Regions from separate parts of the Anas platyrhynchos genome. Here region 2 is linked to region 1. A link is a contact called in public Hi-C data. All regions are on one chromosome and are shown on one strand. The core of a region is the stretch at or near the end of the contact, and the rest is flanking DNA. Distances in the headings are between cores, read along the strand shown. Region 1 holds the start of FAM13A (family with sequence similarity 13 member A). Region 2 overlaps FAM13A (family with sequence similarity 13 member A).

Evidence for each region. A called contact is a pair of places that touch in the nucleus more often than the background predicts.
Region 2: a contact with region 1 is called in a Hi-C map of skeletal muscle, with 4 times the contacts expected there. The contact joins the enhancer-like site here to the promoter of FAM13A in region 1. A contact is called at or near these places in 2 of 8 Hi-C or Micro-C datasets (liver and skeletal muscle).

What each region holds. Positions count from the first base shown.
Region 1 is chr4:14,781,155-14,783,909 of IASCAAS_PekinDuck_T2T, reverse strand. It overlaps FAM13A (family with sequence similarity 13 member A), which reads right to left and starts at 1,285. Exons shown (of 22, transcript XM_072037046.1): 1 at 1,155-1,285. The coding sequence starts at 1,181.
Region 2 is chr4:14,891,303-14,894,002 of IASCAAS_PekinDuck_T2T, reverse strand. FAM13A (family with sequence similarity 13 member A) reads right to left here. Exons shown (of 22, transcript XM_072037046.1): 14 at 2,696-2,700; 15 at 1,550-1,631; 16 at 1,187-1,407. Among named protein-coding and RNA genes, the nearest start is that of PYURF, 64 kb to the left of the region's middle. Within about 2 kb of position 1,357, at least 4 of the 8 cell types and tissues checked have an H3K27ac peak or open chromatin away from gene starts, as enhancers often do.

The sequences.
Region 1 (2,755 bases), core at 36-2,535:
TGTTTGTTTGTTTGTTTGTTTTTAAACAAATACTTAAAACTTCTTCATTGATGACATGACATTCTTACTGCAGTTTGTAATGAACCTAAAAATCTGAACAGGGTTGCTATTATGCCCAACTGTCCATCCAGATATCTGGCAGTTCATTTCTTCTACTCTGCTGTACCTTTCCCATTAAAAATATATTCCTGGAGTACACGTGGGTTCTATAGTTCCAGGTAGTACGCAACACTTATCTGATCTTTATGAAACACATTACTTGTATAAATATGTTTTTTATTCGTGAAACATCATTACAATATATAAATAAAACCAGCACTACAGTGAACACCTTTTTAATTCTTTACAGCAAACACCACATGTGTAAATTACTGAACTGTAATTTGACCGACTTGTTAAAGTACCTCGTCACGTATCTCTTTTTAAAAGAGATGTTTCCGTTGTGGGTTAAATGGGCAATATACAATTTTCACTTCAGGCGGATACATGCCAAAGAAAAAGCTACGTAGCTTGGGTTCGGTTCACAAAACAGCAAAAATCCCGAGCAGTTTACAGGCAGCCGTGGTGCTTAGGGAACTTTTTGCTTAGAAAAGGCCTCCAGTTACCCCCACAAAAAGTCTTGCTCAAGCGAAGGGCTCCGGCCTGTTGCCATTTTAGCACTCAAAACACAGAGCTGAAATTCCTTGCTCAAACTCATAATTTACATCTGCAAGACAACCGAGAGACGTTTCCCGCGCCTGCAGGAACAGAGGGGTAAATTGTTAGGCTCCTTTTGGGATCTGGAAGGGATATGTTAACCAAGGAGAAAAAATTAAGGGTAGTTATTTCAGATATATGCTGAATCAAAATCAAAGCGCCTCCTCGCAACAGCTCTGAGCATTCACTGTTAGGCGACTTTCGGCGAGGAAGACTTGATGCTATAAGAGGAAAAGTTGTCAAAGCATGTAACTGGCCATAACTGACCGCAGAAACTTACAAAAGCAGCCCTCACAGCACAAAAGCAGCCCGGGACGGCGCGTTTGCAGCTCACCCAGCCCAGTTTTACAGGCGGCCACCCCCCCACCGCGACTGCTCCCGTTCTCCCCGTCCCGGCCGCGATCCGCAGCCTCTCCCCGTCCCCATCCCCGTCCCCATCCCCGAGCCGCCCCACTCACGCAGATGGCCAGCGCCCCGGCCCCCATGCTGCCTGCCCGCCGGCCGGGCCCGGCTCCCGCAGCCCGCCCGCCTCCGCTGGGCCCGGCAGCCCCCTCCGAGCCGCCGGCCCGCCCCGCCGGCCCGCCCCTGCCTCTGCCCCCGCAGCCCGGGGGGGAGCAGAGCCTGCCCCCTGCTCCTCACGCTGCTGCATGGCCCCCCCCAGAGAGCAGCCGAGGGGGTCTTGGGCTTTAGGGGGACCCCTCCGTCGTCCCCGGCTGAGCGGGGAGCAGTGCGGGGAGAGGCAAGGCTCAGCGCGTTTTGGTGCCCCAAAATCCTCTTTGTGGAGTGGAAGGAAAAGCAGCGGGGCCCTTTGTGGTGTTAGGGAGTGTGTGCGGTGTGTAGGTCACGACTGCTTGTGGTCCTCACGCACCTACAGGTTAACAAAGCCGAGCAGCGTGATGTGAAGGCTGTGCAGGACGCATACTCCTTTGCCACGATGTGAAGTCAGCCTTGCAAAATATACTCCTTTGCCAAGGGAGAATCCAGTGCTATAACCAGCACTCTGCTTGTTAGTGCCAGTGCTACGTGGTACAATATTGGGCCTGAACGTAAAAAGTGTGGAATGCTGGACTTAATCATCACCCCACCCCACCCACCTATGCCCCTCAACCCCCTGGTTTTCCATCTAGGGATACAGCAGTGAAAGGAGAGAAAGGATAAGGCAAAAAGGGGTGGAAAAAACCCACAGTGCTTGCGACTGCCAGCAGTCACATCATACAAAGAGTCCACGTGCCAGCAGCAGGAAGAAGAATTAATTCCCCAGCGTACCACCCTGTCTCACCTCAGGCTGGAAGCAGGGCTGGTACTAAAAAATTAAAGAAAAGCATGAAAGCATGTTTCAAAATTGCACTGTAGAGTTGCAGGGTTTCAACGTTTCACGCTTTTTTTTTTTTTTTTTTTTTTTTTTTTTTTTTTTGGTGGAAGAGAAGCACATACACATACTTATTTCTGTATCCTTTCAGGTGCAAGTGTTACTCGGCAGTGCCTTAGCATGTGAGTAGAAGACAAGGTCTTTGGAAAGTCTGCCTCTCAGAAGTACCTGCGTCTGGTATGGGAAGAAAAGGCAGGCTGTACAGCTAGAGAAAAAATGAGGAAAAAGAACATTTTCCTGGAGGCAGATGGGAAGGGACTGAACTATGTGTCAGATGGAAAACGTTACCTGCAGATTTCAACTTTCATTCATAATGTATTTTTATTAGGTGTTTTAATCAGAATTTCCTTCATACTCGGTTTCTGTTTCCTGTCTAAGCTCAGTTAAACCAACCTGACCCAAAATGATTACTTTCCCACTTTGAATAGCAGAAAGTTAGACTTTGGCTTTGGCATTTTCTAAGTCTCTTAGCATTTTCTAAGTTTCCTGCTTCCTATACTGTGAGACTCAGAGTTGATGCAACATCCTCCTCCTCCACCATCACCCTCTCTACTGTAAGCCACTAACATGCTTTTCACATAAATCACACAAAGCTATGTTCTTAGGCCGAATCACAGCTCCTCAGGAAAACACAATGACATGCTTCAAACTGTAACCTGGACAGAAAGTGATGAGAAACTGACACAACTG
Region 2 (2,700 bases), core at 108-2,607, 110 kb before region 1:
TTTTCCAACTATATTACTGAAACAACTTACCATGCACAGAGCCATATACACAACACAAGCAAGTAAAACCCAAATAACCTTTGTATATGAAAGCATTGTATGTACATAATGGGGATTTATTGATTCTCAGCATGCTTTGAACAACCAAAGCTAAGCAACTTTTAATGACGGTGGCTGTTTTTCACTTACAGTGATCCGAGTTGTAAGTCCAGCAACAAAATGCATGTTCCTTCTTGTCTTCCAAATCCGAGACAAGCTCCAGAAAACCTCTTGCAAAGCTTGCCATCATTGCTTTGACTGCCACAAACACACTTAGCTGAGAACTAAAGTGCAGTCAGACCATCTCCTTCTGCCAATTCTGCTATGAAGTGAAAAGCTCCAGCAGACAGGCTGAAGGGACCAAGCCAAAAAAAAGGGCAGACAGTTGGAAGAGACTTTCCTAAGTTTGCCAGAGCTTCCCCACTGAACTTGCCTTCTCTACCACTGCACCAAATACTATCATATGCCTTCTTTAAAAGGTCAAGACTGTATTCTTGCTGCCTTCAGAAAACTGCCAAACACTTCTGCAAATCTAGTAAACAAAGATAATACTGTCTGCCCCTCTCTTACAGAGTACTGCACAATTCACACATCAGAGGACTCAAGGGCTTCATTTACAAGGCTACCCAAAACTCAGGAACTAACAACATCAGACAAAAAGACCTCTCTGCTGATACAGAAACTAACTGAGCTTAACATGACACTCAGAAATGCTCTGATAAAATGCCCCGAGACAAGAGCATTCATCTTTGGCGAGAAGAAAATAGATGAATTAATCTCCAGAATCACTGGAAGACTCAGAATTTTCCAAAAGCAAATAAAGACAGAAACAGTGAAATGCAAAGCAGGAAATACTGCAGGAATTCAGAACTGTTACTTGGAATCTGTGAGAATTAGAAAAGAACAAACAATACCATTCAGTAGAAACAGAGCTCTGTTTAAAAAATAAAATAAAATAAAATAAAAAAAAAATCACAGACACCAAACATAGAGGGAAATAAACTAAATCAAGTGAGTTGAGCCAGGAGTAAAGCCTGTAGACTTTGTGACAAAATGTGAAAGAACACAAGGTTTTCACAAGGGTCCATGCAACCATGAGCTGCACACTTGTACTTAAAGGCCTAAATTTGAATTGAATATATTTTACCTTTATATCCTCAGGTCGGTTTGTCTCTGCTCGTTTTTCCTGAAGCTTCTTCTGGATAGAATCAAGGGTCACTTCCACGGCAGGCTTGGCAGATTTATCTGACAGGTCTTGCTTCTTGTCATCTTCCTTTTCAAGCTGAGAACCGAAGCTCTTGGGGAGAGTGTTGCTCCGTTGACGCACCACAGGGCCAAGGTCTTCCTCTGATATCTTCAGTTTTGATTCTAAGCAGGGACATATGGGGCATAAGAGGAGTATTTTTTCTTTTTTTAAAATGTGACAGTGACAGAAACACTGCCCAACATCAAATTTAAACAAGGCAAAGTCCACCTGCCCCCAGAAGGTACACCAATGGTGGCTGCTCACCTTTAAGTTGTTTTCGGAATTTGGCCAAATCATTTGTCCATTTGAGCACTTCAGGGTTGGCTGCTTTGTCACTGTGGGAAGGCTGAGAGGAAAAAAACAGTCATGTTGAATCTGTGTTAAACCAACAGGAGAGACCCACTGAAACAAGTGTATGTCACAGCAGCACAGAGCATGGGCACAGGCTTCTGACTGGTTCCTGCATGCCTCTGATCAATTCAGTTCTGATTTTGCTTTGACTGCCCTGCCTGTCAAAACATTGGCTCTTCGGGAATCATGAGATATATTTATTTTAAGAAAACAAAATCCAAACATTATGTTGTAGGAGTGCCTTGGAGGGCCAGATGCACACTGAAGTTCTTCTGCCTATTTTTTCCTAACAAGACGGCAACTCCAAAATATGGGAAACCTACCACAAACAGTTTGAGAAAAATCAGGATGTATGTATCCACACTGAAAGCTACCTACCATCCAAAAACACTGAAATAACCCAAATGCTAGGCTGCAGCAACCTCTGGACATTTCATCCAGACTTTTCTACTGCAGGCAAGATCCCTTCAGTACTGCCCTCTGTGGTTTAGATCACCAATGAAGATGCACACATATGAAGCTTCAGTTCCTTAAAAAACCTTTCTGTTCATCAGAAGGGCATGTCAGGACTAATTAGAGTACAGTACACTGCTACTGCTTAGCAGCACTTGGCTATGGTTCCTTGCTCAGGAGCAAAGAAGGCTGCTCTCCTCTCCTCTGCAATGTGCTGGTGTCCTTGGGTTACCATCATGCAAATGGGATGCACAAGTGTTCTTACCATAAGCTGAACTTGAATACACAAACAAACAAAAAGTTTAACATAGCTATTCCTACACACCCAATGCGTGCTTTTTGCATACTGCCTAAATCAGTGATCAAAATCCTATGAGTTTGTTAGACTACCTCTTGTGCTGCACTGGTAGTACAAAAAATGCTTGGAAAGGTAATCTGCATGGTATGGATGCACATTTCTATTTTGGGGAAGCAGCATTTTTTTCTTCTTTTATTTATTTTTTAAACACTTGCAAGCTCTCTGTATAAGTTTGACCGACTTCCCTGATGTCCTTTCCCTTTCCAGCTACCTCCTGCCTTTCCTTACAAATGCTTCTGGAGACTCACTCGGT